Regions from separate parts of the Triticum aestivum genome. Here region 1 is linked to region 2. Evidence: chromatin contacts called from public Hi-C data. All regions are on one chromosome and are shown on one strand. Each heading gives the region's core, a stretch centred on a gene start, on an enhancer-like site or on the middle of the called end of the contact. The rest is flanking DNA. Distances are from core to core; before and after follow the strand shown. Region 1 holds the start of LOC123190882 (ribosome biogenesis protein NOP53). Region 2 holds the start of LOC100037540 (serine carboxypeptidase 2-like).

The links. A called contact is a pair of places that touch in the nucleus more often than the background predicts.
Region 1: a Hi-C map of leaf shows a contact between it and region 2, with 4 times the contacts expected there. The contact joins the promoter of LOC123190882 here to the promoter of LOC100037540 in region 2. A contact is called at or near these places in 3 of 5 Hi-C or Micro-C datasets (leaf and an unstated tissue).

What each region holds. Positions count from the first base shown.
Region 1 is chr1A:75,663,939-75,671,360 of IWGSC CS RefSeq v2.1, forward strand. LOC123190882 (ribosome biogenesis protein NOP53) reads left to right here and starts at 2,592. Exons shown (of 11, transcript XM_044603612.1): 1 at 2,592-2,904; 2 at 3,428-3,618; 3 at 3,700-3,795; 4 at 3,934-4,014; 5 at 4,198-4,308; 6 at 4,986-5,092; 7 at 5,608-5,724; 8 at 5,815-5,937; 9 at 6,230-6,296; 10 at 6,366-6,442; 11 at 6,661-7,031. The coding sequence starts at 2,685. The coding sequence ends at 6,679. It overlaps LOC123190870 (mitogen-activated protein kinase 14), which reads left to right. Exons shown (of 10, transcript XM_044603602.1): 9 at 1-60; 10 at 183-998. The coding sequence ends at 466.
Region 2 is chr1A:75,149,083-75,156,390 of IWGSC CS RefSeq v2.1, forward strand. It overlaps LOC100037540 (serine carboxypeptidase 2-like), which reads right to left and starts at 4,247. Exons shown (of 5, transcript NM_001405073.1): 1 at 3,710-4,247; 2 at 3,064-3,614; 3 at 2,742-2,968; 4 at 1,636-1,741; 5 at 532-1,336. The coding sequence starts at 4,097. The coding sequence ends at 1,172. It overlaps LOC125146376, which reads right to left. Exons shown (of 5, transcript NM_001405074.1): 4 at 6,654-6,722; 5 at 5,207-5,963. The coding sequence ends at 5,465. It also overlaps the pseudogene LOC123190859.

The sequences.
Region 1 (7,422 bases), core at 1,342-3,841, 510 kb after region 2:
ATAATGCACAAAAGCCACGCAGAGATCCTGCTTCAGTTGGTGCAAACAGAGTTCCTCAAGGTAAGCACCTGGGTCGTCCAATACTTTTGAATCTGCAAACAAGCCTGCATGACTGTATCCTTAACTGTATCTATCGGGCCTTGTAACTCGAGGGTAACTTGATACACCACTTCATCATACAGGTGCTGCCGTTGCAAGGCCTGGTAAAGTGGTTGGTTCGGCACTTCGTTATGGTAACTGTTCAACATCTGGTACTGAGCAATATGAACAGCGAAGGGTCGTCACAAGCCAAGGAATTGTTCCAAACGGTGTTCCTTCGGGCAGCTCATACCCTAGAAGAAATAACACCTGCAAGAGCGAAACAGGTGAAGCTGAAAGGATTGACGTGAGCCAAGCTGGGCCACCAAAGCCATATACCGGAAATAAACTAGCTGCAACCGTGGATGGCCGCAACGGGCACTGGTAGGCTGCTGTGGCAATGCCAGAAAATCCTTGCCATTGGATCAGGAAGGGTTACTCATTCCAAGGACACACCTTCAAACATGCCATTCTGTACAGAGTTATATTATCTGTCATGCTTACTTCTCCCGGAGACGATAAAACTGTATGTGAAGTTGTTGCGGCAGGCTAGTCTCCTGTTAAGCTCAACTCTGGTCTGGTTACCTGCAATTGGGTAGATCCAGTTCAACTGTTCAACAAGTATAACCAAAAAACTGGAAACTTTGAGTGGCATTCGCGACAAAGGACTGTTACTGACCTGACTGATGGTGTTCCGCAATTCGTTTCTCCAAGCTGGTGACCCTGAGGGAGGTTCAGAGAGCCCACTGTACACTATCTAATGTTGTAACACGGAGTTTAATTAATTGACTTTAAAGTATGTTCTTGTTGCTTGTAGTCTGTCATCCAGCTGTAGTGTCGAACTATTGAACACTGCTATTTCTGATAACACATTATTTGGACCCTGCTCGCTATTGAAACCCCAGGTTTTTTGTGCGGAATTTGTAATGTGATATGCAGTAAGTTAGTAGCCCGAGCAAAACGGAGTTGCGACGTATGTTTCCTGAATTGCGCAACATGTTTACTGTCCTGTTTTTCAAGAAATTACATAGTGCCTGGTTTGTAGCATGTCCAGTAGAAGCTTTCCTGGTTACCGATGCTTTGGCCCACCTCCAAATCCATTAAACTGTAGCGTGCGAATGGGATGCCCCTGTTTTGAATGCATTCTCTTTTTTTTCCCTTCATAAAATTCATTTGAAATTCATGTATTTCAAATATTTACTGCATATTACCGGAAAAAATCTGTTTGGGAAAACATGAGCAATCACTAAGGTCACTCGGTTGAAACTGCAACAAATTGTCATGCATGTGTAGGATGGGAGCAAACTTTTACCAAAAACACTTGCATAACAAAAACACAATGTTTGAAGTAGATACCATTGAGTCATTGCAACACGTCTCACACCCGAGTTTGCAACATGTCGAGAAAACGTTTGAAACTTTGAAAAATTGCAAATCACTAACCTTATTTTTAGCATCGACTTTGCCGGATTGAACTCGTTGACAACAAATCCATCTCGCCAATGCCCCACTGAATCTAACACCCTTGGTCCACCGTCTCCCCTGGGCTTGGCATGGTGAAGAATCTTGAATCTGAGCTACATCGTGGTTGTGTCCATTGCGACACAGTGAGCTCCAAGGACCACCATCCGCAGCGATGGAAGACAACAACGAGGGAGCGGAGTGAGCAAATCAGGATGGGAGAGGTGACATGTGGAAGGAGAGAGGAAGCTGCTTTTGCGAATGAGCGACGTGACCCAACTGATCCATTCACTCAATCTGTTGGCAGGCACATATATTCTGATAGGGAACATCGCAGTTGTATCTAATCGTTTTCCAACATTTGGATCCAAGAATTTTTTTTAAAAAATGCATGGTGTGTGTGTTCCCTTCTAAGTCCATCTTTGGTCCACATGATTCTAAAAATGCAGGAAAGGGAAAACGCGAGGATTGAATAGGAATGCGTGTGTAAAACAAGGATTGGAAAACGTAAGAATTTTGCACACTTGGATGTTTAGTCCACAGGAATAGGAAAAAAACATTGGAACTCAAAACAAGGATTGAAAAACGTAAGAATTCTGCACACTTGAATAAATATAGTCAAATCAAACTCAAAACACTGGGAAAAGGTATAATTAGCATGCTATTATGCCGCCAAGGAACTTAATCGTGTTCTTCATGCGTAGATTTTTTTTAAAGTGTCCAAGTGAATTATGGAATTCCTGCAATTTTTTGTCTGAAACCGAGACAGGAGGAAAATTTCTTTCATTTTCTTTGCTATATTCTTTTATCTAAACCAAAGGCTTAAATAGTGTCACCATAACGGCACGCCTAGTAAGCTATAAAAATAAATAAATAGTGTCACCATAAGAAAATTTCCTATTGTGTGTTTCCTTCATTTTCATGTTTTTTTTGAAACAAACCTTCATTTTCATGTGAACCAGAGAAGGAGGCCTCATAGAGCCGGTCCCACAACTCGGGGACCCCACCTGGCAGAACACCAGCCCTCTCCAAATAACCCAACCCGACGAAGGCCAGAAACCCTAATAACTTCCCCGCCTCCCTCCAAGACCCTTCCCGCTTCCCCGAGGCGGCGGCGCGAGCGAGCGAGCGAGCAACCGGCGGCGATGGGTAAGGCGGCTAAGAGCTCGCGGAAAGGGAAGAAGGCGTGGCGGTCCAACATCAGCACCGACGACATCGACGAGTTCTACGAGAAGCAGACGCGCGACGCCCACGCCGGCGCCGCCGCCATTCCCTCCCTCCCGTCCGGCTCCCTCTTCTTCGTCGACAAGCCCGCCTCCGCGTCCACCTCCTCCGCCGCCAACGCATCCGACCCGGCCCCCAAAGGTCGGTCAGTCAGTCAATCCCTCTTTGTTCTTCTGCGTGTTAGTTTGAGGTTTGGTGGTCTAGCTCCGGACTAGGATTGAGGCACCAGTCGCGAATTAGAGGCTAATATAAAGTTTGTGATACCACTAGAATGCAGTGACGTGAAAAATGCTGATCATATAGTTTTGTTAGTTTTGTTAATCTAGTTACCTAATGTTGTAGCTGCTCCTTTCAATGTTAAGCACTTGGTACTTGGAATCCTTGATGGAATTGTTTACATTAGTTTCATATTGGGGCTCAAAGTATGCATCACTGCATTATACTCCCTCCGTCCGAAAATACTTGTCATCAGAATAAGCAAAAGGGGATGTATCTAGACGTATTTTAGTTCTAGATACATCTCTTTTTATCCATTTTGATGACAAGTATTTTCGGACGGAGGAAGTATGTTTGATGTACTGAATCGTAAAAGTTGCCATGTTCAGTAAGCTGCAAAAGGTCGTCTAAATCACTAGTGGTGCTGAACATTTGTTGCTGTTTGTAGATGTTCCTGTCAAAAGGAAGATTGAGAAAAACAGGGAGAAGGTCCTTCACCATGAGAGTGTGTTGAAGCGGAACCCTTATATACAGACGATTCCATCTTCTTTGATGTCAAAGAAGGATAAGAAGAAGTTCAAGAAGCATGCAAAGAAAAAGGAATTGCAGGAGTCACGGGAAGAAAAAAGTGTTCCCATGGTATTAACTGTTGGAGAGTTGTGCAACTCCTTTTCTCTTTGAGGCCCAGCTTGCTAATTGCTGGATTTATTTCGTTTACAGGAAGAGGATTCAGCTGAGAAGAACCTCGACATCTGGGGTGGAGATGCTAAAGGGGCTGCTTTGCCCAAAAAAGGAATGAAAAGGCTTAAGAAAAATGTAAGTCTGAATGCGCAAAGCTTGCAGTCATATTTGTGCAAATTTGCAAACATATCTTCTTGCCAAATGCTGCACCTGGTAGCTTCTGCATTTTTATAGGTCTTAACATGTCTAGGTTTAATGGATTACTTCTTGCAGAAATCTACCACATCTGTGATTCCTGCAGTTGAAGTTGAGCCTCAAGGATGTTCATTTAATCCTCCACATGAAGCCCATCAAGTATGTGCTTGAAGATATGTTCTAAGTTCAGGATATTTGTAATATTATCCACTTCTTAATTCTAAGTTCAGGATATTTGTAATATTATCCACTTCTTAATTGCTAAAACCATTGGCTGTTGGATGTCTGGGTGCTTTTAATAATAAGTTCTTTTACTCATGTTGTTTGTGTTGGTGTTTGTAGGACGCTCTTGCTCTAGCTGTTGCTGATGAAATGCGCAAGATCTACACGAAAGAGTTAGGCCCCACACCAGTGCCACTTACTGTTCTTGGTCAAGCAGTAGCTGAAGAAGATGTAAGTTCTACGACTGCCTTTACACATAGCCCCTCTAGGAGATGACTGGAATTTGGACAATATCCCAACCTTCTATCTGCTTTTGAATACTTACTCACTTGTTATATTGGTATATTGCTTCTGATGAACATAGGCATGCACTATGATTTTTTTAGAGACTTAGGTTCCAAGGAAGTGGACTGTTGTATTCTCGCAAGTCTACCTTGCACCAAGTAATAGAAAAAAAATCCTTGTAATTCTATTGACGGAGGTTGTCATCCAGGCAGAATTAACATTAGTATAAAGACTGAGATTATTCATCTAGTCTTTTTAAGGTGCTATCTTACTATCTTATTGTCTAGTTCATTCTGAGATTTTTCATTCTAGTCTATAGGGGTGTTTCGTAAGTATATCATGAAATGACAAGTTATTTGATTCACATATATCCATACCCAGGTTCGTGCCATCTAGGCTGTAACGAGCTATGTAAGCAATGTAACATGAATTCCATTTTTGCAAGTTGTGTTCTGCAAATCATATGACCTGTATATATATTGGAATTTTATCAAAACCATTTCGGAGTACTTGTCAGCTGCTGACTTTAGTCTCGGAACAGTATGTATCGTTCCATGCTGTATTACTGGATTGTGTTCTTGTGATTCGACATGCTTATCCCTTTTCTTTCACCTGGCCTGCAGAAATTTTTTCTTGATGCTGCTGATGATGGAGATGCTGCTGTTGATGGAGATGTAGATGCTGCAGAAGGTGATAAAGACCAGGATGCTGATGCTCTAACTGGAGAGAGGTTACACTCGACTATGTTATGAAAAATATATAGTTATTATGAAATAAAGTATTTTGGCTTAAGTACATCATACTTCTATCCTCATGGCTTTTGTGAGTAGTACTCCCTCCGTCCGGAAATACTTGTCAGGTATCCATTTCCCCGACAAGTATTTCCGGACGGAGGGAGTACATGTTAATGATGGTTGAAGCTTAGTGTGACACCGCCATTCACTATTTTTGACATGTTTATATATTATGCAATTCTGCGAAATGAGTTAGTTTTTCAGAAAGTTGGGTGCTGCTAAGTGTTGTCTTATTCTTCCATTGGTAGCATTAGAAAGCTAGTAGAGTGCAGGAGGATTGCAGCTCACATTTTAGAATCCGATTGGAAGATTATGTGCTTTTTCAGACATACCTTTTTGACGTTTCAATTTAGTTGGTTTGGTGTCAATTTGCAAAATATTATCGGAATAGCTGTTGTGTCCGGTTTATCTTTATAGATATCTTTTAATGGTATGATCTATTAATTTTCAGGAAGAAAACAAAAAGAGTTACGAGAGTGGAACTGAACAAAAGGGCTCGTCGTAAAGAGAGGTTAAGGACAGAAGCAGATGCGAAGAAACTGGAAGTTTTTTCAAAGCAAATAGACAGGTAGGTTTCACATTCCTGTCTCATCAAGCTCCCAAGAATGGTCTACTTTTAGTTCTCTGGTTACCATATTTTTGCTATTCTTTTTTGCAGCTTGCCAAATATATTGGAGGAGATAGCGAAAGAGGACAAGGAAAAGGAGGAAAAGCGCATAAGGCTAACTGTGGCTAAGCAGGAAAGACTCAAGTCAGCCCCACGTCGTCTGGGTAGACACAAGTACATTTCTAACCCGGATGTTTTTTTTAACAGTTGCAAGTCTTATATTAGTGTTGCTATTTTCATGAAACTTACAACTGCCAGTGTAATCTGGTTTACTTCGGTAGAGGTTTAAATAATAGTTAATCTGCTCATTGAATCATTTTTTATACCACTCCTTCTACTATGCTGTAAAGTTTGATGACATTACTAATTTTTTGGGGTATATTTTAGTATTCTTTTTGGGCACATGGTGTCATATTTGGCTATGATATTTGATTCTCTGACAATAACTAAAATATGAATGCAACAGGTTTGAACCTGCTCCCGTTCAAGTTCTGTTGACAGAGGAGATTAGTGGCTCGCTTAGAAAGCTGAAGGTAACATTCTCTGGTTTTGTTGCTGTCTACTAGAATTCTGCAGGGGCTAACTGCTATATCTTTGTGCAGGGGTGCTGCAATCTAGCGAGGGATCGCTATAAGAGCATTGAAAAACGTGGCATACTTGCACCAAATAAGAAATTAAGGTCTGTCTTTCTTTGCTTGTCTTGCATACAAATTATGTAAGTTGAAGTAGCTTTGCTGATTACAAAGTATTAGTGAGCATTGTTATCTCCTTTGGTTCGCCTGAAGGCCGAAATCACTGATTAGAAAGCTTCAGCGACCTTGCACTCCATTTGAAGTCCTAAAATATAAGATGTTTTTTGACACTCTGGCGCTGACACATTTATTTATCCATGAGCAGCAAGCGTCCTCGCCGCTGAATGTGTGGTGTATGTTCCAACACGGCGAGGACCATGGGCAATCTCACTGGGAGTCGGAAGCAACTTGAATTGACCGGGGAGACCAGTGCTGACAAGGCTATGGAAAATATAGTTCTCCAATTTACCTTGTTAGTATTGCCGAGGGGGTTAAAAGAGTCACACCGCTTGAATTTTATTTTGTCGCTCCCTCTCATGTCTGGCCCGACAACGGCCTTCGTCGGGCAGGTTCCGTATATCAGACTTCTTGCTATCTTTGTATCGACTATAATAGATAATTACTTTCTCAGTGAAAGTATGATCTCCTTCACTATGTATACTGCGTTTCAACTGTAAAAGAACATTTCATTGTCAACTGCTCTTAGGTCATCACAAAAGAGTTAATTGACGTTGGTGATACAATAACTTTACCTGTGGGTGCAGTTCCATAGGGCAAGTCGCAAAATGCTCGAACATGTCAAAATCCCCATGTCGTTGCCTCTCCTAATCTTGTGTTTGGAGATCGGTATACATCGGAAACATCTTTTGAGTGCAAGTTCTGTTATATTTGTTAGGGTATGTAACTCGAGTAGGGCATTTTGGAGACTGGAGGCCTTAATCTTGAAAAATTCAAAAATCGAAATGTTTACTTTCAAGTTCTAAGAAAATTACACATGTATAAAAGGTTGTATTGTGTACGTGTGTAAAATTTCACATAAAATACCTTGAATTTTGAGCTGCACAAAAAAACACATGAACTTTGAGGA
Region 2 (7,308 bases), core at 2,997-5,496:
GTCTCAGTACATTTCTGTTTGTAAATATAATATGATTTTAGCATTCCGGTTGGTGTAGCATATAGATAGCGCTACCTCAGATACATTTGGTAGATAATGTATGCATGATTATATGCATAATGTCTTCTGTTAATCAAGAGGAGTGGCACCATTATCCCGCTTGGTGGTACTTACCCACAAGACCACAGCTTTGGATGAATGCTTTTTTGCCTAAACTTTAATCTTACTATAACCCTGGCATGTAGGTAGAGTGCAAATATCTTTCCTGGGAAGAAGCGTGTGAAAGCGATTTAAGAGACTACCAGAGAGACATAGTGTGAGTATTGTATATTCTTTTTGTGTTGTTATCCTTTGATTATTATTATTATTTTGTTAAGCCGTTGGTTTCTAAAACTAATTTCAAACTTAAGCACTACTCTAAGAACCTTATTGCGTCTGTTAGAGAATGAGTACCCTACTTCCGAAGTGGATAACAGCACATTTTCCTGCTGTTCATGCTTCTGCGTATCATTTACCCTCTGTCTCTTGCCAGTCTTGGTGCAGACATTATATACAACCCGTCCTGCGTGCCCCACCTGGTACGAGTACTTTGTATGCTACTTAGAGGTGATGATGGACGACGTGAAAGTGTCAATGCGGCAACCAACGGAGAAATTGGTGACGAAGTATCTGGGACCACTGCAGCCGGAGGTCCTGTGGCCTATATCGCCACGGTTATTCGGAATGCAGACACTTTCAATTGCTTTGCCAAGGCGGCTGCTGATGCCAAGTTGTCTGTTGTCGACATTACCAGCAGCGCGGCCGTCCAGTTTTCTTCCTTACATGATCTCATATGATAGATCGAGCGTGCAACTTCTTAAGATTACACTATTATCGTAAGTTGCTGGTGAGTGCAGCTCCTGTCATTCTGTTTTGATGTTGCTACTGAAACGTTTATTGCAGAGACATCAATCTTATCGGAATATCAGTCGTTCGTATCAAGTCTGTCCTAAAGTGTTTCCTCTGTGTTCTTTTGTGCTTTGTGTCCATATTCTCGATAAATCGCCGCATTATGTGCATATATACTAGCTATACAGGAAAAGTACTTGAGAAGCATCTATTGCTTTATTGATGATCACTCTTGTTTTTCCACATCGAAATTACTATTTGACTTCCATCCCTTTGTTTGTTGCTAAGCCACCGTCGCATTTGTGGCCTGGCCTGGCATGGGCTTGCCCTGCAGGAAGTACTGAAACAGTACGAGCGCTTGCCGCGGTCGGTGCAGAGGAACCTCGTGGCCCGCGCCTCTGACGGAGACCAGCGTAAGACCCTTGTACACCTGGCTCCAACCGCCAACCTAGTCAACAAATCCATCACACAAACACTAGTTAATTATGTGTGTGACATGTACTAGTAGTTAATAACACAAACTAATGTGACATCTAAATGTTTGCTGGCATGTTGCATGCAGGAGTGTAATCCAATCTCCATTCGGCCATGCGAATCAAATTAACCGAGCTAAGAAAATGATAGGAGAAGGTAGATAATGTTTTCATGTGTCCTGTCATGTAAGTCTATTTGCATGCCAGCCAGAGCATCTCAATGATTCTATTGATGTTACTGCTTTGCAAAAGAGTTGAGTGGGACGATGCTGACCTCCTGGTCGTCATACCAAGGGTACCAACTGGTGGTAGTTGGAAGACCCAGAGCGCCGATGGAGTACCTCGTTGCTGTCAAGGGGACTACCGCATCCGTGTCCCCGCTGCGAAATAAACACGACAACATCAATGTCAATGCCTACGGAAGGTAAGTGAAATGTGCGACCGGCAGCGGCTGATAGATCAACAACAACGCTCAGCTCCCTTGTCTTTCTAAATGGAAACACATGTCCCGTGGGCATCTTCTTTGCATGACAGCAACCTAGCAAGTTGCAAACTTGAGAGCTGCGGACGCGAATTATGTCAGGAAAAGTGATGCCCGGGGTCCAGTTGGATCCTGATTTTGAGCTGACGGGTCAACAGGGGAATGTAATGCATAAATGTGGATAATTCATCTCTACTAGGTGTTAATTCGGATGGGTGACTTCTGAGTGAGTGAGTTCATTAAGTCAAAGCAGTGCATTATCTGCGGTTTCTCTTGTTAACTGGCTGATGATGTCTGATGACTCATCAGTGATGTACATCAGTGCACCTGTTGTCATTCAGTACTGTTTTTTTTCTTCAAAAAGTAGGTAGGTACGTTTTTTCTTCTGAAAAGGAGGTTTAGCACAATATGTGTTATTAACAACGCCAAATTTATATGGAAAAATTATCAACGTCCACAACAACCAATCAATTCAATTAGAATCATCATAGAGCATATGAACGTCATGTATAAAATGGAAGACAACAAAATGTCCAAAAATTCAAGACAAATCTAATCATTGATTCAGATGCATCATGTATAACCCGATGCATACGCGAATGGCATGGGATGTCAACCGATATATTCCTGATGAAGTATCCGCAAATTTCGTCAGAAAGAGGGGTTTACCCTAGCGAAACAGTTGATAAGAGAGCACCGGAGCAAATGTGTAGTATTAATAATAGTAATAATATAATTTATTTACTACCTCCGTTCCGAATTACTTGCCGCACGTATGGATGTATCTAGATGTATTTTAGTTCTAGATACATCTATTTCTGTGACGAGTAATTTGGAACGGAGGGAGTAGTTAAGAAATGCTGGAATGCATTGCTAAACTGAAGCAGGGATGATCTGACCTGAAGACCCAAATCCTTAGGCCAGCTGCAATAAGCTCCCTGTAAATGGGAAGCATGGACCTCGGAGCATCATGCCAGTGGGTATTAATGGTGTCGCTGCACGTCGACCACGTGTAGTTCATAGCGCCGGTGACGTTGGCGTGGAGGGCTGTCTGCACGTCCCGCCGGTTGTAGTACGCCGTCGAGTACCGCTCCGTGCACGGGTCGTACGATCCGGTCAGCCATGGCTGCAGCATATATAAGCACGGCGTTTCGTCACCTCAAAAAGCAGCATGGGGGACAGCGACGCACGCACGCACGGAGTCTGGGTCGGGATGCTCACGTAGCGCCCTCTGGACCGCCGTTGCTGGCTCAAGGAGGAGGAGGAGGAGGAGGACGACGAGGTGATGTTGCAGACGGGCGTGTAGAGGCTGTACATGTCGATGTTGCCCTGCTCCGCCGTGGCGACGTCCGTGGCGGCGTCGCACGCCGGCGAGGGGTGGATGAAGGAGTCGTGGAGGCAGGCCTCCCTGAGGCGTTGGTAGGTGTCGTCGGAGACGAGCCCGTGGTTCCACCAGAACTCGAAGGTGCCCACGTAGTCGTGGTAGTCGTCGATGAGGCCGTTGCCGACCATGAAGCCCTTGAAGTTGATGGCCGGGTTGCTCGTCCGGTGGACCAGCTGCGACAGCTCCGGGACGTAGTGCCCCGCGTAGCTCTCGCCGGCGATGTAGACGTCGCGGTACTTGTAGTGCGGGAACCTCTCGAGCCACTTCGCCAGGAAGGCGTACGAGTCGTGCGCCGTCCTGTTGTCGCCGGAGGTGTAGATGTCGGAGGTGGTGTTGGTGTAGGAGAACCCCACGCCGGCCGGCGAGTCCAGGAACAGCACGTTGGCCACTGCAGGTTGTTCACAATTCATTCCCCGCCATTAGAAGCGCGGCAGATAAAACAGTGAGCTGCCGTCGATCAAGCAATAGCGACTGGGCACCTACCTTTGTTCCAGCGGTGCTCGTTGAGGACGAGACCGGCGCCGCGGGGCGTGACGCGGAACGCGCCGAGCTCCTCCGACGCGCCGTACGCGACGGAGGAGCAGCCGGGGCCGCCGTTGAGCCACAGCACGAGCGGCGCCGGCTGGACGTCCTCCGGCGCCTCCTGCAGCAGATAGAACAGCGCCCGTCCGGCGCCCTCGTCCACCGTGATGTACCCGGAGTACATGTCGAAGTCCACCGCCGGCTGCCCGGGCAGCCGGGCTATGCGGTCCGCGGCATGGCCGCTCGGTTCCACGGCGGCAGCTGGCCGGAGGAGGCACGCCAACGCCGCCAGGAGCACCGCCACCGCGGCCACAGCTGGGGGGAGACGACCGGTCATAGTTCTCATCATGCTTACTGAAGAAACTGTGGTACAGTCGCTTGCTTGCTTGCAGAGAAGCGGGAATACGGTGGGAATAAATAGAGGGTTTGATTGACGTCGTTGTTTGGTTTGGACCGCACGCTTTGCTGAAGTTATCTTCTTTTTTTCCTTTTGATGATTGATTGATTTCAGTTTTATCGAGCTAGCGTGACCGCGACGGAGAAAGAAATTAAGGGGAGGATTGTGACATTGTCAATTCGGTTTCCAGACGGTCAGAGGAAAGGGACAATGGAGGATAAGAAACCGCATGGGTTGCCTGGAAGCAAATTCTGGGCAGCTTGTGATTTCGTTTCTAATCATGGGCATGATTGGCGCGTGTAAGATGATATGGGTTTATATGAATATTAGATGCTGGTGATTTTCCATGCGGGGATTTAAAAGACTGGTTTTGGATGGGTTGTGTATGAAAGAAAGGATACGAAATCAAAAGGCTGGTGTCTTTTAATGTAAGAATGTTTCATTATGCATTGTGAGTGGGCACAGAGTATCAGCGTAACTACCACGGAAACAATAGATTAAGGGAAGGATTGTGACATTGTCATTTCGGTCACAAAGACGGTCGAGGGAAAGGACATGGAAGATAAGAAACTGTATCGATTGCCTGAAAGCAATTATATAGGGCTAATAGTGCGTTTCTAATCTTTCTCTTCTACTTTCGTTTCTAATCCTTGGCATGATGGCACGTGAAAAATGACATGGATTTGCATAACCGCTAGTGATTTCCCCGTGCATTGCTATGCGAATTTAAAGAGTAATCTTAGATGAATTACGCATGAAGGAAATTGGTATAAAATTAGAAACTACTCCCTCCGTTCCAAATTACTCGTCACCACAGTTGCAACAATTAAATTGAGGCATACAACCTTTAATAGTAAGTAAATAAATAATCTTCAAGGCACGACATATGTCTAGTAACAAAAAATAGACATGTTTAATGTGGTCAGCATGAGCTGCAAATTAGTGTTAGGCAATGGCATGTTAAATAGTAACTTCATTAATTTGCAGTATTGAACAAAACTTTTGGCGGTTGAAACTTTCTAACTAATCATCCCAAGGTTGCTATGTCAATAGACCATCAAAATGATGTCATCGAGAAAAAATATAACAAGAAATACAAAGTATATTGATCATTAGCTTAATTAACGTTCAGAACAGGCAAAATCTATCTTCCATATACACTGAGCTGCCAGCAAAATTCTGTACAATTTACAAAGTTGCGCATTTTCTATGAGGCCCTCATGAATCATGAAGGTATTTGGCACTTAGTCCTACAGTACTGTACTCCTGAACCAAAAGGTGAATCGAGGTGCGTCAAGTTACAGCAGTGTAGGAACAGCTCATGCAAACCTCAAAGCAGTGATTGCCAGGAGACTTACGGCCCTGAAGAGAATATCGTTCATGCTTCTTTGTATCTTCACGGCAACCTCATCCTCCAACTTTGTGTCAACCGGGCCTCTGAATACACTGGTGATTGTGTCCCGCAATCCATTTACCGCATGGGAGAGCCAGAAGAGCCCAAACCCAACGCCTGTGTGCAGAAGACGGGTGGCGGCAAAAGGAGTCCTCCCGCCGATAGCAACCTTGCACACGACCGACAGAAGAACAGCCAGGCCAGTTCCAGCAATGCCAATTGAGCACTGTGTCAACAGTTCAGTGATCTCAGGGCCTGCTTTCTTCAGTGAGAGAATTGTCGAGCTGCTTCTGTCCTTGTCCAAAAGGATTGAGAAAAAAGCTTCGCTGGCATGGAAATAATTGTTCTGATACATGTCACGTTCATTGATGGTTTTTCCTTTCTGTTTCTTCTTCGATGGAGATTTTGCTTTCACATTTGCATTGCTGAGTATCATAACAGAATCATATTAACATGTGCACATGACCTTGGATACCGTATAAACAAAAGGTGCAATTCGCAATTTGCCATATCACAGTATATAAATTTCAACATGAAATAATTTCCATGTGCATACTCAGGCAATTCAGTAAGGTTCACCTTCCAAGTTCCAAGGAATTGGTCCATGCAATGGTTATCCCGGTAAAATAAATTAGACAGCTGGGTTACCAAACTATCCATTGTGATACTACTGGTATAGCGACCATGCTATTTGGTATATAACGCAAAACTCACCAGTACATCAAGGTGTATATTTTAAAGTGGATATTCAAACAACGATGGCTTTGTTTCAAATGGTATTTTCTGTTTTCATAGGAAAATCTTAATACAAAATGCTAATTCTTTCTTTTGCACTTTGTGGGTGCATATGGGTCAAGGACTCCGCATTTAGATGCAACTAACATGTCACAATCGGAATTTGGAAGGAATACAAAAATTGTCACACTATATGCCTAACCTATGGTGCAAGTGATTACCAAAGTAGTAAACATCAGGGAGGTATATGCTGTGGTAACCAGCAGGTCAAAGAATAAACATAGCAGCATCAGAGCTAGGCATGGAAGTTACCATAATTGAGTACACCATGAGAACAACAACATAATGAAGTAATACATAACCAAAGAAAGATGCACTACCTTTTTGGAGCATCAACTGCGGTGCTTGCTGATTTTGAATTGGATTGACTACTATTTCGGCCCCTTTTCCTGTTGTGCAAAAAAAACAAAATTCTATATCATGTAACTGACAGAAATAAAAATGGTATGCATCCTGATAGAAATGTTATTTGTTAGGATATAAATTATTAACCATAATATTTTGAAGGGGTACAGAAATCAGAAACAATGGATAATTACTTCTAAACAAATCGTTGTCAGGCAGAAGTGCAGCCTCTAGATCCAAGGGTAATATAATACTCGAGAGATAATTTTAACATTGCATGCATTCAGTAGTTTCTACTTCTGTATGGCTATAGTAAATCCCTCTTCTACGATAAGTACATAATAGAGACAGTTTCCTAGTTCAAAAAGATAACATATGTGGCATGCATCCTGCTGAGCAGGAATGATTCCAAATGTCCAGTTACCCACGTGCCAGCATGTGCAGCTGACTAGGAATGATTTAAATACGACAATGTCATGCAAACCGGACGTAACTAATGGGCCAGCTGCAGCAAGTTCACACAGGATACATATGCTATACCAAGTTATACCAACTCTATAACTTTCGCTCAGTAATTGAATACGCCAATAATGACAAAATAAAATGATAAGGAGTCCATTCCCTTATACG